Regions from separate parts of the Mus musculus genome. Here all the other regions are linked to region 3. The links are chromatin contacts, called in public HiChIP or PLAC-seq maps. All regions are on one chromosome and are shown on one strand. The core of a region is the stretch at or near the end of the contact, and the rest is flanking DNA. Distances in the headings are between cores, read along the strand shown. Region 1 has its middle 33 kb from the start of Slf2. Region 2 holds the start of Erlin1 (ER lipid raft associated 1). Region 3 holds the start of Hif1an (hypoxia-inducible factor 1, alpha subunit inhibitor). Region 4 holds the start of 1700039E22Rik (RIKEN cDNA 1700039E22 gene).

What was found. HiChIP or PLAC-seq counts read pairs in DNA pulled down with a chosen protein or histone mark.
Region 1: an H3K27ac HiChIP or PLAC-seq map of trophoblast stem cells shows a contact between it and region 3, with 7 times the contacts expected there. The contact joins the enhancer-like site here to the promoter of Hif1an in region 3. A contact is called at or near these places in 29 of 39 promoter capture datasets (the 3T3-L1 cell line, 3T3-L1-derived adipocytes, the C10 cell line and 17 more), 1 of 15 datasets of contacts at CTCF or cohesin (embryonic stem cells), 28 of 484 Hi-C or Micro-C datasets (the 63-12 cell line, B cells, the G1E-ER4 cell line and 21 more), 49 of 115 datasets of contacts at active chromatin or transcription factors (the 230-238 cell line, the HPC-7 cell line, the NIH/3T3 cell line and 32 more) and 5 of 9 other capture datasets (adipose tissue, embryonic stem cells, liver and 2 more).
Region 2: an HNF4G HiChIP or PLAC-seq map of pancreatic cancer cells shows a contact between it and region 3. The contact joins the promoter of Erlin1 here to the promoter of Hif1an in region 3. A contact is called at or near these places in 2 of 39 promoter capture datasets (cranial neural crest and neural stem cells), 3 of 484 Hi-C or Micro-C datasets (B cells and regulatory T cells), 6 of 115 datasets of contacts at active chromatin or transcription factors (the 230-238 cell line, bone marrow-derived macrophages, large pre-B cells and 3 more) and 2 of 9 other capture datasets (adipose tissue and embryonic stem cells).
Region 4: an H3K27ac HiChIP or PLAC-seq map of epiblast stem cells shows a contact between it and region 3. The contact joins the promoter of 1700039E22Rik here to the promoter of Hif1an in region 3. A contact is called at or near these places in 13 of 39 promoter capture datasets (the 3T3-L1 cell line, the C10 cell line, HPC-7-derived erythroid cells and 8 more), 1 of 15 datasets of contacts at CTCF or cohesin (the NIH/3T3 cell line), 3 of 484 Hi-C or Micro-C datasets (the AML12 cell line, embryonic stem cells and gonadal supporting cells), 16 of 115 datasets of contacts at active chromatin or transcription factors (the NIH/3T3 cell line, T-cell acute lymphoblastic leukemia, embryonic basal ganglia and 9 more) and 2 of 9 other capture datasets (embryonic stem cells and liver).

What each region holds. Positions count from the first base shown.
Region 1 is chr19:44,894,820-44,901,620 of GRCm38.p6, reverse strand. No RefSeq gene overlaps it. Among named protein-coding and RNA genes, the nearest start is that of Slf2, 33 kb to the left of the region's middle. Within about 2 kb of position 2,715, at least 39 of the 459 cell types and tissues checked have an H3K27ac peak or open chromatin away from gene starts, as enhancers often do. A contact at or near this core is called in Sertoli cells, extraembryonic endoderm stem cells, liver and 2 more, where this site is marked.
Region 2 is chr19:44,064,581-44,071,180 of GRCm38.p6, reverse strand. It overlaps Erlin1 (ER lipid raft associated 1), which reads left to right and starts at 1,396. Exons shown (of 12, transcript NM_001164360.1): 1 at 1,396-1,490; 2 at 1,786-1,909; 3 at 3,500-3,581. The coding sequence starts at 1,797.
Region 3 is chr19:44,557,113-44,564,324 of GRCm38.p6, reverse strand. Hif1an (hypoxia-inducible factor 1, alpha subunit inhibitor) reads right to left here and starts at 1,471. Exons shown (of 8, transcript NM_176958.3): 1 at 1,271-1,471; 2 at 785-1,035. The coding sequence starts at 1,447.
Region 4 is chr19:44,830,659-44,837,295 of GRCm38.p6, reverse strand. 1700039E22Rik (RIKEN cDNA 1700039E22 gene) reads left to right here and starts at 1,358. Exons shown (of 3, transcript NR_045315.1): 1 at 1,358-1,805; 2 at 4,472-4,593. Pax2 (paired box 2) reads right to left here. Exons shown (of 10, transcript NM_001368747.1): 8 at 4,029-4,130; 9 at 1,819-1,905; 10 at 1-1,326. The coding sequence ends at 1,205.

The DNA of each region.
Region 1 (6,801 bases), core at 1,466-3,965, 340 kb before region 3:
GGCACCACAGTTTAACTTCCAGAGAGCAGAGTGATGGGGGTAGGCATAAAAGACACCCAGAGGCTTAGCCAGGGGTTTTCACCTTTGAAGCCTGTACCTTTTGGAATGTGTAGAATATTTTCAGTTCAAGGTGTGAGTCTCTTCTCTCAAATCAGCATGCTGAACAGCACCAAGAAGAGGAAATATATTGATGTCTTTGTAGCTACTAATGAGACCTCCTCCGGGCATTTTTGGGGGGCGGGTGTGTGTGTGGGGGGTAGCTCAAGCAAGCTGGGAACCCTGGGTCTCTGCCCCACGGGGAGTTTACTTACTGGGTCACTGGCAGTGTCCAATGAGTGATAGCTAAAGTCAGGACTGTTTGCCCTGGGGCCTGAAGCTCAGGGAACAGGTTGCTTGTGTTCCTGATCATGCCTCAGAGGAGGTACAGGCCTCCTCAGGGCTCATGAAGAGAGGAGGGGAGGGGGAAAGGGAGGGAGAAGGAGAGGGAGGGAGGGAGGGAGGGAGCTAAGTGGGGTTTCCAATCCCACCCTTCAGGGACTGGATAGCTCAGGGTCTGGGTGGGTGGGAAAGACCCTGGCAGTCCGTGATGATGAGAGGGCACAGATGGTCTTAACTGGAAATAGTAATGCTTTCATTAATCATGGCTAGATTGATACTCCAAATTCCTTCCTGCTTGTCATCCTCTTCCGGTCCCTTCTTGCACTCTGGGCTCCTTCTGCCATGCTTTTGGGAGGTTGGAGTTGGGGGTGAACCTTTTCCGGGAATCTGTAGCTGCACCCCAGCTCACCCCCCTCACCCCACTTCCCCCCTCCTCAGTGGGCTCGAAGGAAAGACCGCTGACTTTGCAACCCACAGGCCCAGAATGTCCCCATCTATGGCACGCTGTTATGCTTCGAGGACACAGGACTATGAACTCGAAATTGTCTCGCCTTTGTCTCCTCCTGGCAGGTCTTTAGAGCTCGGGGAAACAGTGGAGCGGTACAAATCGCAGTGGCGTGGTAAAGCCCCCCTTACTCCTGATGGGCCTGCCTGACTCATATCCGTTTCCCTGGCAAAAAATAAGTTTTTGTTATTGCTGGCTTGGCAGAAGCACGGAAGAGTGCGCGAGGATCTACTGCCCCATGCATCACTGGCCAAATTGCCTGAGAAATCCCAGCTCCAGAACTTTTCATCGTTGGCTGTGATGTACTGAGCAGAACGGCAGCTCCATTTCCCCAGCGTGGCTCAGCGACGCTGGCACTTAGCAGATCCGCTCTGCTTGCAACTCCCAGCAAATATGGCCTTTCCTCTCCCTTCCCCTCCCCGTGGCCCTTTTTGCCCCTCACCCTTTATCTTTCCCATCCCCCTGTCTGCTCATCAACCCCCTCCCTGCTTCTACCCAACAGAGCCATAGCTGGAGAATCAGGAGGAGGCCCACAATGTCATTTCCCCATCACTCTGCAGACGATTCCACACTAATGTTCTTTTAATGCTGTGATGCTGCACTAATTAATAAGCATCCTGCACAGAGGCCTCGCTCAACTCTCCTCCCCTCTCCTCCTCTCCCCTCCCCGCCCTTCCCCAGCAGCCAAGGAGAAGGCCTCCTGCCTGACATCCTGGCAGGCTGGCAGCAGAGAAAGGATTTCACTCCTCTACCTGAGCTGCCTGATATTGCTATGAGAGATAACTGTATACGAACCAATAATCTAGCCTGACAATCCAATTTACTGACCAATAGCGCACAATCCACCATGTCATCGGCCGTGGGGAGGCCCATAAATTAGTTCCTAGTAATTTATTCTGATCAATAGAATGGGCAAAGTCACTTGTCTCTTTAATCAAAGGCCTCAGAGATGTCAGTGCGGGCTGCTGTGTGGGAGGGAGCCAGGGGGCCGTGGGTTCTTGGCACCACACCCCTCACCCCTAGCTCCCAGAGCCCGGCAGAAAGCCTCTAAATAGGGATGGTATGGGAGCTATCTGTGGTCCGGGCTGCCTATCTCAAGCAGAAACATGCTCTTCAAAGAAGCCAAGGGCAGGGGTGACCCAGATTGTGGTAAACAAGAGTTGTGCTGACTCAAAGGACATCATATCTCTTTGGAATGTTTAGAATCTTCCTCCCTATCACAGGAAGCCCCCAGTCCTTGTACTGGCTGTAAAGAGAAGATTCCCAGGCCGTGGGAATGTGCCTTTCCAAAGCCTGCTATGTAGATATTTTCCCACCAGGCCTTTGGAGGCTTAGCAGGACAGAAAACGAACTCTGAACTTCAGTCTTTCTCTGGGGCACTTTGCATCGAGAGAGGAAATCCACAGAACACAAGTTATCTGCCTTATCTGGCCCTAAGAGAGGTCGAGGTTCACACTCCAGCCCCAGGATGTCACACATTCTTGAGAGGGCTATTACCTGAGACATTCTTACTTGCCTGTTAGAGCAACAGCTTTCAGCGCCCACCCCCCCTCTTGGATAGCTCATGCTGTCATCAGCCAGGAGCCTCAAGCCCCCTCCCCCCCATTCTTTCATGTGAGGTCTAAAAATTTCACAAAGGCATGGGGGAGGGGGAGCACTCTTGTGAAATCTGATCAGTAGGGAGGCTGAGACAGGAGGATTGAGATTAAATATTAATTTATAAAGTAATTCTATATCATTTGATTAAGTTACTAAAGCCTCGTACTCTTCTGAAGTAGATACTGTTATTAGTCCCACTGAGTCAGAGTGTAAACAGCTTGCCCCAGGCCTCACAGCTAGGATCTGGTTGAGCAGGAACTGAAAGCCAAACCCTCTGGCTCTTATCCATCAGGCTAACGTGGAGGCAGAGGGAATTTCCCTCACCCCATCTCTGCAGGGTCAATATTTTAGTCTAGGAAGCAAACTGACAATAAACACCCACGGAAGAGATGCAAATGTATTCCAGGCACAAGAACAAGAGGCAAAGAGAATCTAAGGTTAAAAGAGGGGGCCAGATTGGGTTGGGGAGACTGATGGTTTCAAATATGCAGAACCCACAGGAAAAAAGCCACCCATAGCACCGATGCAACCCCAGCACCCCAGGTATGTGTATGGGGAAGAAACAGGAAGATTGCGGAGGTGTGCTTGTGTGAGCGATTGCCTGCGAGGATGACCATGCACCATGTTCCTGCCTGCGGAGAGCAGCTGAAGACTCTGAAGCAGGTGAAGACATCCAACCCAGAGGCATCAGAGCCCCTGAAATTGAACTACATTTGTGGGTGCTGCAAATTGAACCCTGCAAAAGTAGAAAGCACTCTCCTCTCCTGAGGTAGCTCTCCAGGCCCTCACTGGGGCTTTCTGGCCCCCAGCCCAGCAGTTAGTCTCAGTGAGAGAGAGAGATCCTGTCTCAGGGAGTAAGTTAGAGAGTGATAGAATAGGAGGCCTGTCATTGTCCTCTGTCCCCAGCCCCCTTCACAGGCCCACACACACTGAGTTCCAGGGGACAGAATGGTTTGATGCACACATACTAGTTATTTCTGCCATGGGGCCAGGGTTGGCCTGGGACTTCCTAGGTAGTTTAAGGCATACCTTGAACTCCTGACACTCCTGCCTCTGCCTCCTATATGATAGTATTACAGACATGTGCCACCATGCCCAGCTTACATTTACATAAAATATAATTAGCAAATGAATCCGTAATATGCTTAGAAGAATACTGACACAGAGTAAAGGTTATTTGAAGTGTTTTTGGTATAAACACATTCACAGCGATCAAGGGACAACATTACTGGGACTCTCTGAAGATACAGCAAGTCCTTGAGATGCTCTGCCTCCCCTTCACTCCTTGTCCTCCAAATAGATAAAGAATGGTCAGCCTCTGCTATCTCCCTGGAGTAGAAGAGAAAGTTCAAATGCTTCTCCCAACGTGTATTCCCTCTTCCAGGCCCTGGGGGAGCGCCAGTGCATTGGCCTTGGGGAAAGAGACCAATCTTGCTCTAGAGAGAACAAGCTTGTCCTCCTTGGTGGGAGGGAAGGTCAGCCTGGGGGCTGTGGTGGCTGCAGCGACTTGGCGAAGGACACCATACTCTTTGACATAAGCGGGATGTAGAAGATAGCAGAGTTTTGTAAAGAACCAGGAGTCAAAGGCTGGTTACCTTGGGTCCCCCTTCTAGCTCTGCCACTGACTATGGGACCTTGGCCAAGTCACTTCAGGTCTGACCTTGGTTCTGTATTTGAGGCAGAAAAGAATGGGGGACAAAGACCTTACAAGTCTCCCACCTGACATTGTGGAGTTCTGTGTGAGGCTGTGCAGATCTTTTAGGTTTTCCCTGAGCCTCCTCTATCCTGCCCCACTCCCCGCACCGTAACATCAGCAATACAGGGAAAGCCAGGATGTGTCAGACTATTATAGTCACCAAGTGCAACAGATATCATTTCTGAAACTGGAGTATGGGGAAAACCAATTGCCTTAGGACAGAGGTCCTCTTCTCTTCTCTTCTCTTCTCTTCTCTTCTCTTCTCTTCTCTTCTCTTCTCTTCTCTTCTCTCTCGCTCTCTCGCTTTCTCTTTTTGAGACAGGGTTTGTGTTTCTCTGTGTAGCTCTGGGTATCCTGAACTTGCTCTGTAGACCAGGATGCCTCTGCCTCTGCCTCCTGAGAACTGGGATTAAAGGCGTGCTTCACTACGGCTTGGCTCAGCTGAGGGTTTCTATCTCTGTTATCTTAATTTCGACTTGGATGACTTTGGTTCTGTCAAGGTCAAAGCTGGGGCTTCTGACCTTAGGGAACGTCTGCAGGCCTTCCTGCTAATCCCACTAGTTTTCAAGGATACGCATGCTTCAGGTTCACCGAGGCACAGTGTGGAAACAGCAAAATTCCACGTGAAATTCTAAGCTCCCGTGACTGTCCTTGGATCCTGTTCTGGCCTCCCATCCCCTTTTAACTGAGCTGAGCTGGAGGGCTGGGGTACACAGTCCTTGGTGTGATGGGGCCAGGTTGGAGGCCGGAGGCTAGCCTAGGGTGGCTTCATGGCAGGTGGACACAGTTTCTGGTGAGGAGGAATCTGGCACCCTCTGCTGACCCCGCGGCAGGAGACAGCTGGTCAACCAGGCTAGAGCTGCAGCCATTGGGAAGGGGGAAGGCTGGGGTCTACTACTAAGTGGCAGCTTACTAGTCAAAAGAGCAGTTCCCCTCTCGGAATAGATCATTTTTATTGGTTTTGCAATAAGCTTATGAGACAGGAACAATTGCAATAAACAAACTGAACAAGAAATCGAAAAGATGGCCCCCGAAAGCTGTTACTGAGCCCTTCACACCTTCTCTTAATGAGTCTGTAATTTATAACAAACTCATCACCCCAGCACCTCCAGGGTTCTGCGGCTGGGAACTCATGGCCTTTGCCCGTGTGTGGTTTGTTACTTTTTAGGTGCCCGGGACTTGGTTTAAGAGGTGGTAGGTGTGTCTGGGGAATAGGAGGAGGCACGGGTTCTGGAGTCCCTGGTCAGACCTTGCTCCAGTCATGGCTACCTCTGTCCCTACTTTAGATCTCCGCTGAATGGAGGAGGCTGGCTCCAGGGAACCTACTGACTCCAGCTTTCTGCCTCAGCTCTCTCACCAGCCTTAGGCTGGCGATGGAAGCCAGCTTCCCTTTAGACTTCCAGACTAGTGCTTTGAATGGAAGGCTGTGATAACTGGCAGCTTCCATTGTTCCTAGGGATGAAGCACTGGCAAGGAGCTGAATCTTCTTGTTTCTCAAGGGTAGAGGCTCTGTCAGGACGAAGACATGCCTTCCTGTCTCACTCTGCAACAGGTTAGGGTTGAAAGCAGAGTAAATACTCCCCTGCAGTGTGGACATGGATGGAGAAGCCAGGGCTGGGTCTCTTCTTTCTGGCAAGATTACCTAGGGAAAGCCACATCTACCCGCTCAGCTTCAGCTCCTGGCGCAGTGTCAGGTGGAGGCTACAGAAGGTCACAGTTCTGTCTCTGCCATAGATTGAAGTTCCCTTAAGCACCCACTTTCTCTGGCCCTTTTTGCTATCAAGTGAAGCCTTTCCGCATGGTAGCCTCCAGACCTGTCACCTGAATCTCCAGGAGGTACTTGCCAGCCTCCTGTGTATTTTCTGGCAGCTAAGCATGGGGGAAAGCTTCCAGGGATGGGACCTGTAGTCCTGACCAAGCTCTCCTCTGTACCGGACCAAGTACCTCATTGAGATGCCTGCAATCCTTACGGGTGGCCACAAGATGTCAGTGCCAGGCCATACAAATGGCTCTTGTCCTGCAAAGGCTGGAAGGAAGCAGGGAGATTGGCGCCGACCTCAGCTTCAACTTCTCCCTCTCCAAACTCTTGACTTTGTATCTCTTACATGCTCCTGACTTTTTTGAGCCAGATGGGGAGTGGGGGTGGCTGGGAGGATTGGGGGGGTGGAGGTGAGTTTCTGAGACTCCTTGGCATCTTGCTCTGGGAAAGGTAGGGAGCTTGAGGAAAAGTATTCTTTACCCCACTGTGTGTGTGCGTATCTCTGTGTGTACATTCACACATGCATGTGTGTCTTCAGGCCATCCTAAAAGGTTAAGGAGAATACCAATAATAATTACATATACATATATACATATACATATACATATACATATACATATACATATACATATACATATACATATACATATATATACATACATGTACATATAGCCCATTTAAAAACTAGAACACTTTTTACACTTTTTCATTATATAGAATTGATAACTTTTTGAGAAAATAAACATGCATTTAAACATTTTTTTTTTGCAGCACATTCATGTACTGAACACTAATACCGCACATTAATAGGTACAACGTTTATGTTTTAGTCTACCACTTAAATTAAAAAAAAAAAAAAGAAAC
Region 2 (6,600 bases), core at 147-2,646, 490 kb after region 3:
AAATGCACGATACAGGTTAGTGCATGTATTGAAGGGGTGTGGCTAGATTTGCTCTTACAAAGGCCTGAATTGATTCTCTTGCCTGTCATTCTCTTTGTTACTAGCATCATACATAACCTTGTATTTGCTGTTGTATATCCGTTTCCCAGTTTCCTGTCTGTCTTCACTCTCAGCCAGTTACAGATACAATGCCCCAAAAGCACTGCTTTCTGGTATTTTCCTGCACAGGAGTTTGGTAATCCTTCCAACCTTGTTAACCTTTTCTAGTTGTCTCTGCCCTTAGTGAAATAGAATGCCCTTATTTCCCATGTGTCCCTATATCTCTAAACTCTACCCTTTCCTTTTAGTTTTTGTTTTGTAATACATGCACATGGTGTGGGTTTATTCCCTAAACCTTTTATGATTATTAATTATTGTGTGTGTTGGTGTGTGGTGTGGGGCATGGACCTTTATGTGTGGAGATCAGAGGACAACTTGTGGAGTCAGTTCTCTGCTTTTCACTTCTGTGTGAGGTCTAGGGTGAAAATGAAGTCCTCAGGAGTTCACAAACTCCTCTACCCACTGAGCTATCTCACCAGGTCCACGTGGTATAGAATGTTAAAATACAGTGAAAAAAAAAAAAGGTCGATTCCCAGCACCGATGTGGCAGTTCACAACAGCCTTTAACTCTGGTTCCACGGGATTCAATGCCCTCTTGTGACTGCTGAGGGCACCAGGCACACAGATAGTGACTGACATGCATGCAGGCCTAACAGCCATAAATGAAGTCACTGTCTTCTTGTCATACATTTTCTCTATCAGCAGAAAAATGGATCCTAGACTTTGTAAATCTGGTTCTAGCCTATCTTGCCATACAACTCCTTTCAACCTTATCGCCGTCATGAAAACTCAAGCGTTCACTACTCATTTTGGCCTACAAGACAATCCCGACCTCCACATTCAACATACATATATCATTCTGATCCTGTTTCTGGGTGGCTTTCAGAAAGCACTCTGGTGTAGCATTCTGGCACAAAATAAATATTCAGGCCAAGTCTGAATGGTTAATTCTGGTTGAATAGCTTCCTCTTCTGAACTCGAACCCCTGATTCCTTGAGACTGGTCTGGTAGTTTCCCTAGTGCAGGGTGTGTACCTGGAGAATGTGCTTGCCAGTTGGACTAGGGACGAACCACAAAAGGATGCAGGAACAACTCCTACACTGAGGGGCTGGTCCTGTGCACTAGCATGCCTCAACCAGCGTCTGTCCGAGTGACCCACCCCAGGAGACTTGGTCCTCGTCTGGGCACTTAGAATCACTACACTGTGCGCGCACCCGGGGCCAATTTTGTCCCGCCCGCGCACCGTCTCGCGAGTCGCGGGCGGGGGCTGCGTCGCCTGCGTCCCCGCGCAGCCGCAGTACCGGGCAGGTGGGCGGGGCCGGCTGTTGGCAGCAGTTGGCGGGGCCGGGTGGCGGCTGCACGTGCGGGCGGGGGCGATGCGTCACTGACCGGTGAGGCGAGGCTCGGGGGTCGCGGTCCTCCGAGTGCCTGCGATCAAGGCCGCCCTCAGTCGGGACCTAACGCTTGGGGAGTCGGGGAAGAGGTGTCACGACGTACGCCGAGCCGGGGGCACCCGCGCAGGGGGTTGGCGAGGGGAGCGCTTAGCTGAGAGAGAGAGAGAGAGAGCCCGGGGCCGGAGCGCGGGGCTTCCCGCCTCAGCCGCCCGCGACCGTACGCGGGCTCTTCCCTGGGTGGGGACTGGCCTGTCACTCAACGGACTGAGGTTCCTCTTCTCCCCATGCTCAGGAGGAACAAGGATGAATATGACTCAAGCCCGGCTTCTGGTGGCTGCAGTGGTGGGGTTGGTGGCGATCCTCCTGTACGCCTCCATCCACAAGATCGAAGAGGGACACTTGGCCGTGTACTACAGGTGAGCGCCGCCCTGTGCAGCCCGCGATGGTTCTAGAAGCACAGTGGAAGGGTCCAATGGGTCACAGCGAAGTCTGGGAAGTTGCTCTTTTCCGCGGCGTCAGGGGAGCTGCTTCCAGCCCTGCCTGGGAAGTGGTTTCATCCCAGCTGCCGGGAGTTAACCTTTGGCGGGGCACTTTTCCGTTGTCGGGGCAGTTTAGTGCCAAGTTCGTTCTGTACAGAATTGAAGACACCTTAGGGGGCACGGAAGTAGTCACTGCAACCGAGATGACTTCTCATAGTCCGCACAACTGCACAGGTGTTTAGTTTGCCGCTGTGGATTTTTTCCGGATCTCTGTCTTACATAAAGACAGTTCTCCCCAACACTAAGTTGGGTTTTTTCTTCTTCATTAAAAAATCTCCCATTGTCTGGTTATGTCCCCCAAAGTCTTCATGACCAGAGCAATGTCATATATCCCTAAAGGCCAAGAGACAAAAACCACATTTGCAGGCCACTTTTCTCACTTTTTTTTTTTCAAGTCAAGGTGAAAAAGAGTGTGGACTCAGTTGCCATCCACCTGATTTGGCATAAATCAAGTCTAACTTCCCACCAGGTCCTCGTGGTATAAGCTGGGAAGAGAAGCCAGTTTGTGGACAACTTGGGATAGTGGTTTATTCTGAAACAAGCAGATTTTTGAATATTTCCATCATGCCCCCTAAACTGGTATTTCTACTTTTAGATCAGTCCAGAATCCTAGAAAATACATACTTTTGGTGGTATGTCTTAACAGATGGAGTTCTAGCATAAGAAATACCAGCCTGGACCACATTTCCATCCAGTTTATCACTGTCCTTCTGACAGGAAAACCACGAAGAGAACATACGGAGATACCACTCCAAAAAAAATGACTAATGAACCTGCAAAGGTTCATCTTTTGAGTTATGACTTAGGACAAGGATGAATGTTGTGGGAACTTACTATTCGTTGTGTAAAGTAGGACTTTGTGTTGTATTTGTCCCAAATTTGCAGGGGGTGCTTTCACCGTTCACATACTACAGAGTTTGATAAACAAGCCCCTCTCTCAGCTGTCAACTCAACCCTTTCGCTGTCTGTCTTTCCATGCTAGGTTTTTGTTACCTTTAGACAGAAACCATCCCCCTAGGATTGGACTCATGTATTGAAAGAACCATTAGCCTCAGAAAGTTTCTTCTTCCTTGAAAGTTTGGTTTTTTCCTTTTTTAAACTTAGCGATTAAATGTATTGTTTTGATTTGTCTCTTGTTATGTGTCATTAATTGAGAGTCATTAGAATTTTTTCCATAAGTATTTATCGGCAAACTAAAGACCAGAGAGGATCTTTTGAACCCAAGAGCAGTGCTAGAGACGCAGAGGTGTGGTTGGTGGAGCTTATGAAACAGGGTGCAATATTGGCAGTGGACTTGGATGCATTTTCACACTTTTAAATGTGATGGATGTTTGAAGTAGCAGTTGTTGAGTCACTCTGTTGTGAGGGTAGTAGGTTAGTAACATGAATATGAGTGAATGTTTGTTATAGCATTTTAAGTTGAAAAGAGATCCGAACAGTTTTGTCAACTGGAACGTCTTTTTGCAGGGGAGGAGCTTTGCTAACGAGCCCCAGTGGACCAGGCTATCATATCATGTTGCCTTTCATTACAACATTCAGATCTGTGCAGGTGAGTGACTCCTAGGGATTCCAGATAGACAGGTGTGACAGGAGTTACCGCACTGGTGGGTGGAGACGGAGTTCCTTATTGCTTAAGCAAACGTTGGTATTTACTCAGATGGGAAGTGAAAGTTCATAGTACAACTGTCACAGCACAAGTCATGATGTCAAACTGCCTTGCCAAGACTGCCTTCTGGCTAATGGTATTAGCAGGTTTTCTGTTACTGAAGTCAAAACAAAAGAAGAATTGAAAACACAATTAGGAATACAAATTAGTGATACCTTGGTTTAGAACTGTTTGGTTTCTACAGAGGCAGGCTCCCAGCCTACTGCTAACATGGAGGAATACATTTCAATACACAGCTTTTCAGCCTCACATTTTTGCTTGGTAAATTAAATGCAAATTTATGAGGCACCTGAATGAATGTGGTACTTTGACAGTGTTTCAGAATGTTTGAAATACAAATCTCGTTCTTGCAAAAAGTATCATGGTCCTAGGCCGTACTTAATAAATAACTCTGACATCACAAGAATGCAGAGCAGGATTGGGTTCTCGCTGATTCTGTAACCTCAGTGGGATCATAAATGTTTGAATTCAGTTTTATTTCAAATCTGCTGCAGAGTTTTCAGGAAACAGGAGAAGTCGGTATTATTCATATTCTCATGTTAGCCTTCAGTTTTGTGCTAAGTGAGAGCAACTGTGAATAGCCAGTTCTCCTTGGTTTCTTTTCTGTCCCTTCTCAATGGCTTACGGAAGTATTGTGCCTATTAAAGTGAGGCCTGGCGAAGCTGGTGAACGTGGTGAGGCCCGGGTTCTTTTTCTAGTCACAATGATTTCCAGATTGGCTTCCCATATTTGACTCACACTTTTGAAGGTTCTTTTTTAAAACCGTATCTTATGTATAGCAATACAATTAACACTTAGTATCACTGTAATAGAATGAATTGATATATTTTTAAACAAAAGAAAAAAGAGAAATGTTTTAGGTTATAAAACCTTTTCCCTTAGAACAATTATTTTATATTACTCTTTCTAAATGTTTTGGTGTGACAGATGTGCCCAGTGACTGGTACTTTGTACCCATTTTCTGATCATCGGTTGCTGATGTCTACTTCATTCCCTGTGCCTTCCTGTGCCGCCTGTGTCTTGCTGGCCTGTTTTAGGCTCATCCCAGTTTCTCTCTTCTGACCGTAGCGTACCAGCAGTTCTTGACAGTCCCAAAGTTACCAGTGGCATCATCAGACTGAGAGCCTGGGCTCCTTCTTAGATCTTGTTCAGAGCCAGGCAAATCTGTCTGCCTTCCTGAAACCCACTGTTAAGCAACATGGTGCAGCAGTAACATGAAGTAGATATAGGCAATAATAGTAAATAGATTTTAACCATTTGTATATAGCAAATATGCTGTGTGATCATCAGAAATAAGTGAAATTAATAAAAAGATTTCAACCTAAACTATCATAATTTTCTGTTTTGATTATTAATTACTTAAAAGTTAAATGTTACAGGCAGTGTTACAAAATAGGAATGTTCTTTTTTTACAAAAAAAAAAAAAAACAAAGAAGGCAGCATTCTAAGCAAAAATTACATTAACAAAACCCTTCTAAGGAACTCTTCTTAAGCAGAGTCATAAATTTACATTTTGGAATTTAGGGAACATTAGAGGATGCAGCTCTATTTAAACAAATGGTTTCACATAATACTCGAAGGAACTAATATTCATTAATGTGAAATGCCACATACAAGTACAGAAACAAAGCTTATATTAAAACCTTCAGTTTTTATAAATTTACAAAGTAAATGTGGACTAACTGTTTCTCTCTTGTGGTTTTTGAGGCAGGGCCCACTGTGTAGCCAAGGCTGTCCTAGCATTTGTACAGGCTAAAGTCAAATTCACAATGCCGTCTCCGTAAGGCTGTGGTTACACATGTGTGCCAATGTAATATTTCTCTCATATTTGGGAAAGAATTAGATGTATAGCAGTATATAGGATATTAAATTGAAAAGTTATTGTTTAATTCCTAGTTTTTTATTTGAAAGTTGATACAGAATAATGAAAATTGCCTTAGTTTAATGTTTTAAAAGAAATAAAATATACTGAACTTGATTATTAGCCTTCTCCTGTCACTTTATCCAGAATTATCTCTAATCTTACCATCATGCTAATCTCTCAACCAAAGAATTACATTTTCTTCTTTCTGTGCTGGAATTGTACGTTCAGCCAATGATCACTCCTTCCTTTGTTATGACTCCAGGACTGGTGTCTTCCAGTTTTGTTACCCTAGACAAGTTACTTCTTTAGCTTCCTAGCTGGTTTTCTTCACCCTCACTCCTAAGCTGAATAACACATGGTAGGAGGAATTCAGGAAAACACCTTTTCCTTTCCAGTGCTAAAAGATCAACCCTAGGGATTAAACCCAGAGCTTTGAGCATTCTAAGCAAGTCTCCACCTCCGAGGCTACATCTTTCGTATTTTCTTTCCCCAGGTTGGTCTGGACCTTGCACTCCTCCTACCTCAGCCTCTTGCATAGCTGAGATTATAGGCTTGCATGACCACTCCCAGCTCTGACAATATTTTTGAAAGATTCATTTTGTGATTGTACATAACATGGATTAAAGAGCGCTTAAACTGCTCAGCAAATATTCAAGGCCCTCAGCCTAATAACATTGTGTTCTTTTCCCAGAACTGACCACTCATCAGAATAGTGCCTTTTGAGTTAGGCCAGCCAGTCTGCGTTGGGTGTGTGCTTTTGTCTTTACTGTGTGTATTTGCATAGGACATTTACTTAAACTTAAGATGTCTCTCTTCTAGATCTGCCTGTTAATACTAAATTTCAGAGATCTTCTAAATTTGTTAGTTCTTAATCTGTGTATTTGTGTGTGCCTACTTGGCTGTATGTGTACTACATGCTGTAGTGTCAGCAGAGGCCAGAAGAGGAGTTGAGTGCTCTGGAATGGGAATTACAGGCAGCTGTGAGCCACCATTTGTGGCCTAGAAACAAAACTCAGGCCTTTGAAAGAGTGTTGAATA
Region 3 (7,212 bases), core at 222-2,721:
AAAAGGGCTGCAGAGATGGTTCATCGGGTAACAGCTGCAGTAGGAGACTGGGACCCACATGGCTCGGTTCCCAGGACCCACTTGGCAGTTAACAACTATTTGTAACTCCTTTGCAGAGAATGGAATGCCTTCTGCCCTCTACAGGCATTAAATACACATGGTGTGCAAGGCAAACAGGTAAACACTTTAATCTCAGCACTCAAGGCAGAGGCAAGAGGATCTTATCGAGTTTGAGGCAAGCCTAGTCTATATGGCAAGTTCCAGCCAGTCCAGTTAAGAGCTCCAGAGTGAGTCCCTGCCCCGCCCCCCCCAAAACAATAGCAACTAAATACAAACACCTGCACACATAAAACACAATCTTTTTTTTTTTTTCAAGAAATCAAAAGATCTTAAGTAAAAATCTTCCATTTTGAGCTTGAAATTTTCGAACCCTGGGACAGCCCTCCCAAACAGAACCGCACAATGATTTAACTGGACATATGCTATCAGGCTAGTATAAGTTCCACATAGGCACGGTCAAAGCCTTTCTTTCGTCTGACTGACCCTGCAAAACAACTGTCACTCTAACTACCAAAGACAGGAAATTGGACTCACAGTTCAAGGCTAATGCTGCCCTCATCCACTAAGCTAAAAAGAACCATCAAGAACTCAAAGCGCAGAGCAGAATATTCACTCGTGGAACCCAGAGGCTTGGAGGTGCCAATCTCTTCTTACCCAACTCCACCACACCTTCAAACAAGTACAGGAAAGCGGATGCCCTGGTTCTACTGACGGGGCAACTTACCGCTCTTCTCCCCCGCGCTGCTGTATAGCTTGTAGTTTCTCAACGAACTCATGAAATTTAATTTCCTCCCTGTTGGACCTTGGCTTAAAGTTCTGGAAATTGCCCATCTTCTTCTCATCATAGTATAAGAACTTATGGGTGCTGGCACTGTACACAGAGAAATCTCCGTTGCCAATATTCTCTTGCAGGTATTCGAGGTCCCACTTCAGTGCAGGATACACAAGGTTTGTGTCGGTCAGCACCACTGGCTCCTAAGCAAAAACATCAAAAAAAAAAATCAATGAAGTAATTCCAAGGCGCTAATATGTTCTTCTCGACGATATCTGTACTTGTCAAATTCACAACAGTGTCTCCTGTCACTCTCTCCTGACGTAGCATCTCCCTTTCCCGCCTCTCAAGCCTCTGTCCACAATCTGATCAGTGTGCCACCTCTCCGCTAACCGGGTCCCTTCCTCCACCCCCTTCAGCAGCAGCCCCGCCCCCCACCTCATTTTCGATGAGCTCTTCCGCCCGAGGGTCACTCTGGCTCAGACGTGGGATGGGCCTGGTCGGAAAGCTGTAACTTCGTAGCTGGGACTCATCCCAGGCGGGACCCGGAGCTTCGGCTTCTTCCCGGGCCTCTCCAGAGCCAGAGGCCGCAACCTCGGCTGCCGTCGCCGCCATCTCTACTCTAGGGACGGCCCCGCCGGAAGTGAAAGCTCCGCCCTTTCCGGAAGCAACAACAACGAACACCATAGAGATGGACTGCAAGAGAAACCGATCGAGACCTTTTAAGTAGGTGGGCGCCTAGGTTGAAGGAGCGCTCCCTAGCGGTGACCTGCAGGACTACAGTCTAGGCTCCATAAGGCCGACTCGCTTAGTTCCTTAGAAAAGGGACAAACAAGCCCACGAAATATTGCTGCCTCCCTATGTTCAAGCCTACAGAGGCAAAGACGGAGGCAAGTGTAATTAAGCTTTAAGCTTTACTCTCTCGGGTGGGGAGAGAAGCCAACGCTTAGATCCACTTAAGAAATCACTAGAAAAATCAGTTAGCACATAGACCTTGGGTAAAGCTGTCCTGAAGGCTTAGACAGATGATTAAGGACAAACTGAATTCATTCAGAATCTAGAGAAGATCAAGGGCTTATAGTTCCAATTACTCCAGACGCTGAAGCAGGAAGACCACTTGAATCCAAGAGTTCAGAGCCAGTCTGAATAACACAGCAAACCACCATCCCTTTAAAAAAAAAAAAAAGTAATATAAAATCCATTTTTGTTCAGTATTATTTGATTTTTCTGCATATAGCACTATCTCACCTACTTAAATCTAATCTTGCAATGAGACCAATGTTATGCAACCACAGATATTCACATTTTCCAACAATACATACTGGTTATAAGAGAAGGTATTAATTGTTTTGTTTGCTTACTAGACTATTCTTTTTTTTTAAAAGATTTATTTAATATTATACATAAGTACACTGTAGCTGACTTCAGATGCACCAGAAGACAGCGTCAGATCTCACTATGGGTGGTTGCTGGGATTTGAACTCAGGAACTTTGGAAGAGCAGTCAGTGCTCTTACCCGCTGAGCAGTCTCGCCAGCCCTTACTGGACCATTCTAATGAATACCTACAGGAGGCCAAGATTGTCATCCCATGGTGTACATATCCTATTTAAGTCTCTCCCCTTAAAATGACAGTAGGAACTGCATCTATGACAGGGTGGTGTCCCTGTAGTTAGGTAACATTATATGGCAAATATGTAGTCAAAGTCCCTAACCAGTCAAATTTGAGGTCATCAAAATGGAGACTTATCTTGAGTAGGGCAGACATTATCTCTCTAGCCCTTTAAATCTGGAAACATTAGTTAGAGACAAAAGGCTTGGGGATTTGAATCCATAATACATGCTCTCTGGTTTGCCTTGAATATATATGTATATTCATATACACACACACATATATATGCATATATTTCAGAAAATGACAAGTGAATTCTTTACAAGCTGAGAAAGACTATTGGCTAATAGCCAACAAAAATATGGGAAGTGTAGCCCTATAAATTCAAGTAATTGAATTTGACCAATAACTGCTATGCTTATAAAAGGATTCAGAGCCTCAGATGTCATGGCATAGGCCTTGGTTTCACACTGGTGAGACCCTGAGCTGTGGACCTGACTAACCAGAACCAATACTCATGACAAATGTGAGATATTAAGTAGGTGTTGTTTGGGCTGCTAATTTTATGACTTGTTTAAAGAACACTAAAACAAAATTTAACTGAATATGCAGCAATAGAAATTAATACTTCTGTCTTAGTTATATACTTAAGCTACATAGTCACTATGATATAACAAGTTGATAACAGGGTTATCTCCATGAAGGGGTTTGGCAGCAGTCAAGATTTTATCTGCAATGTTGATTTTTTTTTTTAATTTATAGCCTTGAAAATTAAAAATAAACCAGACCTAGAAATTCATATTATTAAAATCAGGAATGAATGCAGGAACATAACACTGACTTTACAAATATAAAAAGCAATATATAAGATACTATCAGCAAGTGAACATTAAAAATAGAGACTCTAGATGAAATCGAGGAATTCCTGTAAAAAACACCAACTATAATAACTAATTCAAGAAAAATCTAATTGGACCCATATCAAAACTACATTAGGGATTTTTTATTAATCCCATAAAGAAAAGCCCAAAACAATGTGGATCATTGATGAGTCCTACCAAACACTTAGAACAGAATTACTAACAATCCTTCAGACACAGAGGAGGAGGGAAGACTTCCCCATTCATCCTATGAGGCCAGCATTACCCAGATATCAAGATGAGAAAGCGAGAAAATATCCCTTATGAACAGACATACAAAAGTCCCTAGCGAAACAAATCTAGCACCATACAAAAAAGTTTACATACTATAACTAAATGGGATTTATTTTTGGAATGCCTACAGCCTGGGCTGTCCTGGAACTTGCTCTGTAGACCAAGCTGTCCAGGGTACCTCCTGCTTCTGCCTCCTGAGCGCTGTGATTAAGGGCATGAGCCACCACTGCCCAGCTTTAGAGTAGTCTTTTGACAGGCTTTTGTAAGACCCCCTTTCGGGACCCCCCCACTCTAGTCTCAGGAGTGAGAGAGCACCCAAAGAAACATGAGAATCCATCTTGCTGTAATCACATGAGGCAGTTTAATGATGGAGCTCCAGACCGACATGCATCCCACACAGGAGATAACGGATGTCGGCCACGAGGCTCAGAAGCTAGGGGTTTTTATGGGGTAAGGGGCTCAGGGGTGTGGAATTCAGCATAGCGACACACTATTGGCTTATTCAAACATCAGCAGAAAAATTACATGTACGTGCAGGGTCTCAGAGTTCTGTGAGTTGTTGACTCAGTTCAGATAGCCCTGTTATGTCCTCACATTCCTCTTTATCTTAATGGTCAAGATGTTCCCAGGAATGTTTTATCTACAGGGCATACCCAGGTTTTTCTTTTTTTCTCAGCCCCAGGCAGCCTCTAGGCTCACAAACAACCAGCAATTTCTGAGTACTTTATATGACTTACAGGTCTTAAAATTTCATCTTTCTTTCAGCTTTAACACAATACTTTCCATGATAAAAGCAGGGTACCGAAGGACATCATGGAGACAGTAAAAAGACAGGAATGGTGATATATCCCAGTTGATAGAACACTTGCTTGCATGCACAAAGTCCTGGGTTTGCTGCCAAGTACCATACAAACCAGCCACGTTAGTGCATGTCTCAAACCCCAGGGCTTGGGAGGTAGACACAAGAAGAGGAGGTTCAAGATCAGCCACAGCTATATAGCAAGTCCAAGGGCAGCCTGCTCTACAGGAGACTCTATCTCAACAAGAGGAAGGAAGGGAAGGGAAGGGAAGGGAAGGGAAGGGAAGGGAAGGGAAGGGAAGGGAAGGGAAGGGGAAGAAGGGGAAGAAGGGGAAGAAGGGGAAGAAGGGGAAGAAGGGGAAGAAGGGGAAGAAGAAGGGGAAGAAGAAGGGGAAGAAGGGGAAGAAGGGGAAGAAGGGGAAGAAGGGGAAGAAGGGGAAGAAGGGGAAGAAGGGGAAGAAGGGGAAGAAGGGGAAGGGGAAGAAGGGGAAGAAGGGGAAGGGGAAGAAGGGGAAGAAGGGGAAGGGGAAGAAGGGGAAGAAGGGGAAGGGGAAAGGGGAAGAAGGGGAAGAAGGGGAAGGGGAAGGAAGGAAGGGGAAGGGGAAGGGAGGAAGGGAGGAAGGAAGGAAGGAATAAAGGAAGGAGAGTGTGCTTAGAGGAAATTTTTACAGATCATATATCTAGTAAGGAAACTGCATCTAGAGTTCCATAAAGAACTCTCAGGACTCAACAATAAAGAATAGAACTCAGTTAAAAATGAACAAAAGACTTGAACAGGTACTTCTCCAGAGAAGATCTATCGTGGCTGAATGCACATGAGAAGATGCTCAGGGGAGAAGAGGGCAATTTGTTATGGAAGGAACTATCTGAACAGTCATAGAATTTCTGTACAAAGAAACCAAAAGAATCTTTTGTGCAAATGCAGTTTGTGTAACAAGGTGCATATAAAGGAAATGCAAGCCTTGGTGGAGAGCAGAAAGGGGATTCCTAGCCAGGGTGGTGGCCCAGGCCAAAATTTCAAGCACTTCAGGAGTTTAGGCAGGAGCAGAAGGAGTTTGAGGCCAGCCTAGGCACATGGGGAGTGGTGAGATCTTCACAGAAAGAAAAGAATCAACAGGGGGGAAAAAAAAAGGTAAGTGGATTCTTGAGTCCTTTCTCATACAGTCCAGTCATTAACATCAGCTAGCATATGTTCATGTTACTGGTCTCAGGAATCCTTCCCTCCCTCCTGTATTAGTTACTGAAGGCTGGGACAAAACAACGACAACAACATCTGACAGAAACAATGTGCGGGGTCTCTTTAGCTTACAGTTTTCAGGGCCAGGCTGCCAAGGCGGGAAGTTATGGTGGCCAGAACTTGAGCGAGTTGCTCATATTGCATTCACTGTCAAGAAGCACAGAGTGATAAAAGCTGTCTCTTGGTTCCCTTTCCCCTTTTTATTCAGTCAGCAACTCAGCCCATGGGACAGTGCTGCCTACATTTAGAACATGCCCCACCTTGATTAACTTAATCTGGAAAAATCCCCCCAGCTGCCCGGAAGTTTATTTCCAGTTGATTCTAAATGCCATCAACTTGAAGATTAACCTATTCCCACCCTACCCCATTTTTATCTTTAGTTTTTCATTCTCCTTGGTACACATCGGTCTACTTATCCAAGTTAAGCAAATAAAAGCGAGATAATGGTGTAGCCTACTTGTGCTCCTCTAAGAAGATGTGTATTGGAAATGTACCCCCCCCATGTAAGTATTAAGAGGCAAAGCCTAATGGGGGGAGTTCGAGTCACAGGGCCCCACTTTCATGAATGAGTGGTCCCCATTATAAAAGGGCCTGAGGCTGGGAGTTCAACTGATGCTTTTGCATGTGACCTTGTGCCTTTTGCCACCAAATAGCATTCCAGGAGACCGTCACCATGAGTGGACCCCCTCAACTTTGGAGCTCTCAGTGTCTGGAAATGTAAAAGACAACTCTCCATCCTTTTCAAATGTTCCTGGTCTCCAATCAGAGCGAGAAAGATGCAGCCACATCCACGGGACTAGTCAAGACAGAAGTCAGTAGCAAGCATTAGTGAGGGCAGGAAGACATGGAGCTGGCTCTTCAGCTGCCAGGAGAAATAGGAAATGGTGCGGCTGCCTTGAAAAGCAATCTGGGAGATTTTCAGTAAGTGAATCATACAAGGTATCCCCAGTGTGCAGATCTATTCTAAGGATGTAGCCGAGAGAATTGAAAACATACATCCAAGCTTGAAATGATGTGTGTCCCTGTAACCCGGGCACTTGGTGGGCCAAGGCAGGAGGGACTTGGATTTGAGGCCATTCTGAGCTTTAAAGTGAATTCAAGGACACCCTGAGTTACAGAGTGAAACCTTTGCCTCAAGGAGCTAACAAACAAGACCAAAGAGCAAAACAAACTCATAGGAAAAAGAAAAAAAAATACGCTATGTAAACTCATAAAAAGATGCGTACTAGCATTTTACAGTAACTTTATTCACAACAACTCCAAATTGGAAACAACCCAAAGTCCATTAAATAGTAAATGTACAGAGTGTACAGTAGATTATCATTTATTCATAAAAATGATATATTAATATATATTGGGATATATTCACATTATGAGAAAGAAGATAGATACAAAGTCCACATATTATAAGAAGATTCCATTTTTATACATATACTGTGTCTTAGGGTTTTACTGCTGTGAGCAGACACCATGACCAAGGCAACTCTTATAAAGGACAACATTTAATTGGGGCTAGCTTACAGGTTCAGAGGTTCAGTCCAGTATCATCAAGGCAGAAACATGGCAGCCTCTAGGCAGGC
Region 4 (6,637 bases), core at 109-2,608, 270 kb before region 3:
GGGTGTATCTACAGGCAGGGGGGCGGGGGGGGGGCGGGAGGACAGGGACTCTATGGTACCCGGAGGGGCGGGGCAGAGAGGGAGGGGCTATGTACAGAGAGAGGTTCGCCTCGACAGCACACACCGTCTTTCTATAAAGCAGCCTGTTGGGTTTTTGTTTGTTCATTTTTGCAAAGACCATCATCATATTAAATAAGTGTAGACTTTTTTTTTTTTTTGAGGCTCTGTTCAGCTCCTGCCCAAGGGAAGGCTGGGGAGGGGGTGCTTGGGGGGAATGGGGCGGGGAGACCCGGATTTTCATCTGGGGCGGCTCGGTCGTCAGTTCCTTCCAGGCTTTTTGCGCCCGCAGGTTGGGAGTTTGGGATGGGAGGGTGGGGGTGGGCAGCGCATTACTGATGGGAAAAGATCAATGCTCGCAGCCGCAGCCTGAGGACACGGTTCCCGCGGTGGCCCCGACGTGGCTGCGTGCTTGGGACCAAACACAAGGTGTCGTGGGATGAGCCGAGGAAGCACAGGAGGGAAAAGTGAGAGGCCAGCAGGTGGAAGAGGCGCTGACGTAAGGGCAAGGCGGGGCCGAGAGGAGAGTCACTGCAGAAGGAGATCGCAGGCCCAAGGGAACTAGGCAGTTCAGGTGGATGAGCTCAGTTGGCGTCTGCTCGCCTTGGGTACCAGCCTTGGAAAACGCTGTCGCCCCAAACGCTGTCCCTCGAGTCCGACCCTTGCGTCCCAGTGCCACCGTCTGGGGCGGGGCGCAGACAGAAGGCGGGGTCAGCTTGGCAGGCACAGGGGGGATGGGGCAGGATTTCCCCCCTAGGGTCTCCCCGGCGGCTCCTCCTTCAGCACAAAGTCCTTTCCTTAGCTTCCCTTGCTCAGCTTCTCCAGCGAAGCCTCCCGACTCCCGGGCGTCCGAAGTGGGCTGCCCCTGGGTGGGCCACGCTGATTGTGTGTCACAGAAACGGCGCGCGGGCCAGAGGCGGGCGGGCTTCCGGACGGCGCCGCGGTCCAGGCAGGCGGGGAGGGGCGACGGGCGGGGCTGGGGCCTGAGGGTCCCACCCGCGGCTCCACCTGTCCTGTCTGGCCATCGACAGGGTGATGAGAAGGGCTGCGGGGCTTGGGGGAGGATGTCTCGAGGTGGGGGTGGGACAGGGACGGTGGCCGAGAGGCAGCGCGTCGCTTCGGTCCTCCCTCCCTCTGGGGTGGGCGGTCAGACGGGGACGATGTGGAGGCCGAAGCTGTCTGCCTGAAGCTTGATGTGGTCCCCGCGGTAACTAGTGGCGGTCATAGGCAGCGGCAGCAGCGGCAGGGGCGGAGCCCCGGGGGGCGGCACTATAATAATAAGGGGAACCTGGAAGTTAACACAGGAGAAGAATGGGCTGGGTGAGAGGACAAACAGGAGAACAAAAAAGGAAAGAAAAGCAAAGAAAAGCCCTCCCCGGGTCCAGCGGGATCAGGCCTGGAGGACTGTGGCTCGGCCCCGAGGCCAGATGCCCAGGAGTAGTGCTGCATCCACAGGGCGGGAGAGGGACAGGACAGGTGACACCCGGCTGCGGATCCCCCAAGGGGTCCGACGGCCACTGTTGGCTAAGAGCCCTCCAGTGATCAAGAGGTAGGGGAGGGAAGAGGCTGGAGGCGCAGGCGTCCTGGTGGTATCCCCAGGACCCGGCGCTGCTCTAATGGGCCTGTCTCCCTGGCCCATCCGGGTACCCAGAATTGGGGTGGTCCTGAGTGGGATCCGTATCCCGAAGCAGCCTGCGCGCCCGAGCTGGCGAGCGGGTAGGCGACCTTGGGAGCCGCCGGCCTGCCAGGTGGCGTACTCACTTAGTAAGGCGGGGTTGCTGAATCTCCAAGCCTCATTGTAGGCGGTGTACTGGGGATGGCTGTATGGGTTGCCTGAGAACTCGCTCCCTGTGGGAGGGCGGGGAACTGGAATTAGAGGCGTTCAACGTGTCCAGTTGGCCTCTTCTGTCCTGTCCTCACTAGTCCCAGTCTTGGGTGTTTCAAGCAGGGATAGGGCCCCTGGGAGCAGGCCAGAGGCCAGGTAATCCACACACTCCGAGCTCTGCATGGGGACAGCCACCATAGACAAGTAGCAGCCAGATCCCTGCACACCTAGGCATGGAGGGAATCTGTGGGCGGGTTTGTGCCTGGGCTCTCCTGCAAGAGATCGCTGCCCAGGAAGGGTTTGGTCTTGGTCTGGCTGCTCCCACTTAAGTAAATTGGGAGCTGAGAGCTTTTACAGTGGACACTGGCTTTAGGGATTCTACAGCATGAGAGAGGGGGAAGGTGGAGCAGGAAGGCCCCTGGGACACTTTGTCCCAGAAAGCCCTAAGAATGGCATCTCAGAGCTGTGCCAAAGCTAGGCAGGTGGTAGTGGTGGTGCCCTCCTGGGAAATAACCCCTCCCACTTTTCCCTCCTGAGGTTCAGTACAAGGGCCACGTAACTGGGGAAGTGAACTGCGGGAATCCACTGGACTGCTCGCAGGCTCAGGAGCAGTGAGCAGTGGAGGGCACAGTGGGTTGGGAGCCTTCGGGAGCTACCTCCCTCCCTCCAGGAGGAGAAAGGCCAGGCCTATGGGTTTCCCCCCTGGCCCTTTCTCCTGTGTGATGACCCCAGACTGTTTACAGTGATCCCTAACCGCGGGTTAAGTAGAGGAGAAGGGGCCCCACTCCAAGAAGGAGCTGGGTGGGGGTGGGGGATGCAGCCACTGGAAAGCCTGTTTATTGACGAGGAGGGAAAGCATGCGTGCAGCAGGATAATGAGCTTCTGAGCTCAACTGTGACCAAGAGGAACTGAGCTATCTCCTTCCCCATCGCTAATGAAACAAGTGTAATTTCCTCATCAGCACTAGATTCTGTTTAACGACTCCCCCCTTGCCACCATGAGCTCTCTGCGGCTCCCCTCATCCCTACCTCCCTGTAGACTCCCCACCCCCCACCTCCCCACTCTTTCCTCACCACCACCACCCCACCTCCCTAAGACCTCCTCCAGCCTCCACCTGCTCACTGCTGGGATCTTCTTCCAGAGCCATCCCTTGCTCCCCCACCAACAGCTTCTACTTGCCTTCTCCCAAGTGTGAGCCCCAATCCCTTCATCCGCACCTCCAACTTCTCTCAGTCAGCCCTATTCTCTTAACAGGCTGTAACGGGCTCCCCAGTTTCTCAACCCTTACTCAGGGCCGTGCCTTGATGAATAAGGCCAATCCAGCTTTCTGTCCTCTCTTTCTCCCTCTACCAGTGAGGGTTGAACTTGAGGAGTGGGGCATACAAAAGGGCTCCAGAGACAGTGGACTACAGGCTGGGAGAGTCTTAGCCACCTTAAGGTGAGAGATTTTGGTGTTTCAACACCAAACTTCAACTCTCTTTGACTTTAAGCCACTCTCATTTGGGGTGAAGGTTAGAGAGGACAGCCACCAGGCTGCTTCCTGAACCCCAAACCCAAGTCCAGTGCCTCTCAGCAAAAGGGTACACTAGAGATTCAGAGGAGCACAGAGGACCTGGGTCCTCTGAAGACATGTGGAGTTGTTGTAGCTAATTTTTCTCTGAAGCTAACATCTCTCTGGTTCCCTCCTGTCCACTTTGAGACTAGCTTCCTTCTCTCTAGATTGGGATTGGTTCTCCACAGTGGTCTCCTCCCCTGGCTTGGTGTAGACCAGCATGGCTTTGTCTGAATGACTGCCATGCCCCTGAAAATGGTCCTTGGTTCCAAGTTTCCATGGAAACCAGGGCAGGCTCTTCCAGGCAGTGTCAGCTAGCTGAGTTAGGCATAGACTTGGACGGATGGGTGCTGAGGAAGGGCTATAACCTAAAGCTGTGTTGACAAGGGAACATTTCTGTATGCTTCCTCCTTGCATTGCTTCTAAAGAGTCAGCTATGGCCATAGAAGGACAATGGTTTGCAGAACAATGGCTTGTTGGTTCTCCCCCCCCCCCCAACCCCCGACTCCCAGCCACAGATTACAGTCCACTAGCAGCTCTCCCACAATTTAGTTAACCCCACCCAGATGAGACATCTACAGCATTGTCACCTACCAGGCACCATTCCTGCCAGGGTGGAGGTAGGGTAGCTTCCCTGGCCAGTGGGGGGCACATGAGGGGGGTAACCAGGTAGAGTGGTGCTCGTCATATCACGACCTGGAAAAACACAAAGGGGAAGGAGTGAGGCCTAGAAGAGAGGGGCCTGCCTCAGCTCGCTCTGGGATGCTCTAGGGAGAGGATGCTCTTAGAGAGGAAGGAGATGAGCACTCAGGCATTCGGACTCCTGAGTGCCTGGATATGGATCCAAATGTCTACGTGTGTGTGTGTGTGTGTGTGTGTGTGTGTGTGTGTGTGTGTGTGTGTGTGTATGCACACCTCTGTTTTATATTGCTCATTGTGTATCTGTGCATTGTGTGTTTGCCCTTGTCTGTATCTCCAACAGCCTCAACCCAGATGGAGATGGGTGGAGATGACCTGGTTTTATTCTTTCTCTATAGATGCTCAGCTATGATTGTTCTGGTGGACCTCTGTCATGTCTACTCTCCTCTACATCTCCTCTTCCCAAACCCCTGTCTTTCCTTCAGGCTTTGAAGATACCCCATTACCATCTTCTATGAGGGTAGGTGCTTTCTTTATTCTGAGTGGAACAGTAGATGCTGAGCCCGTTAGGTCTGGAGGACAAGGGACTAACCCTTGGGCTATTTTGCTATGATTGTAGCATTTACACGATAGAAAACCATCTCTGAAGTGAAGCAGGAACTTTGAGGATAAGCAGATCAGACGAAGTTCCAATGAGCAAAATTTTGCTCCCCCTACCAGCAGCCTCCCTGGAGACTAGACCTCTATTATACAGAGCCTCTATTACACAGAGCCCAGGGCATGGGAGGCAGGACTTTCCTTGCCAGGAGCAGGGTGAGGGGGGAGGCAAAGGGAGCCAACATTAGAGCCGCACCAAGGCTTTGCTTCTGGAACATGGCTGCATGTGACAGGCTTCCCTTCCTTCTCTGCCCCTCCTAGCATACTCCAGTCTTCATGGACAGCATTGGCTCCCTCCTACCTTCCCCACCCATACACTAGAGCCTAGCCTCTTCTGGGGCCCATGATTCTGCTGCAGATCCCCCTGTCTTCCTCACCAGACAACCATTCTGCTCCTTATACCTCCATCTGTCCCCAAGAAAGCAAGGTGTGGCTGGAGGACGTCATAGCACTGTGTATACCTCCCTAGTTCACTATGTGCACACCTCCCCTAGTTCACTATGTGCATCTCCCCTAGTTCACTATGCACACCTCCCTAGTTCACTATGTGCACACCTCTCCTAGTTCACTATGTGCATCTCCCTTGTTCACTATGCACACCTCCCCTAGTGCACTATGCACACCTCCCCTAGTTCTTTTCCCCGCCCCACCCCCGCTAAGTTGGGTCCTAATCATGGTCAGGTCCATGGGACTCTTCTATATTCCATAGCGTCTCTCCACCACTGTCCATGTGAAGACATCGCCTACTTCACTCCTCAGATACATGCGCTTTCTCACCTCCATCCCAACACACCTGAAAGAGTCATCCTTCTCTAAGAGGACAGAGGGACAGCTCAGGCTTTTCCATTTCTGTCCACCATGTGAGCATCCTCAGGAGCTGACCAATTGTCACCTCAAACTCAGGAGGAATAAAGGCAGACTGTCTGCTCCTCCATCAGAAGCCCGGTCCTTTTGAAGACACATCTAGAACTTCAGAGCCCTAGACACAGCCTTCCTCCCCTGTCCCTTCCGATGTGCAGTCGACTCTCCTCTGCTACCTCTCTTAGGTTCATCTCTGTTTTCCTGTCACATTTATAGTTTGACTCCAGAGTATCAGCCTTTGGCTTGCTGCAGTGGTTTTTCTTTGCTTGTGTTCCTGCCTCTACATTCTTCCCTCTTACCAGTCTGAAACGCATCCGCTAGCCCTTTGGACACATTGCTTTCACAGGACCACCTCCTTATAAACACTGCCATTGATTCCCTGTAGGCTGCAGCTTAGATGGAAACCCTGCAGACACTCAGTACCCTCCTGGTCTGTGCCCACCTCGGCTTCTCACTACTGGCTGTTTTGACCTCCCCATGTAAAATGCCCATGCTCTGATGTGACCTTTCCTTGTCTTACTTATAGTTTTCTTCCAGTTCAAGCCTCAACATCCCCCATCCTTCTACTCATCTTGGAAGTTTCTTTCAGGTTTCCATGACATCCGTGTTCTATGATTGACAACATGCATTATCAGGTCTGCTGCTTCATGCCGAGGTTTTCATTTTCAAACAGACCATAACTCACTCAAGGGTAGGACCCACATTCTGATCTGTCCTGCAGAGTTGAGAACCCAGCTGACTCTCAATAAGTGCTTGTTGATCAACTCTTACCCACACCCCACTCACCCCATTGTATGCACTGCCAATTCCTGATGGATTATAATGGCTTCCTAATTGCTTCATATGTGTTGATCTATGTAGAGAAGCAAAGCCAGAATAAAATGTGCTTGAATCTTTTCCTCAAAAAAAAAAATCAATTGAAACGGGGCTGAGAGTTGGCTCCATGGTTAAGAGCACTGGCTGCTCTCCCAGAGGACCCTGGTTCGATTCCCAGCAACCACATGGCAACTCACAACGGTCTGTAACTTCTGTTCTGGGGATCTGAT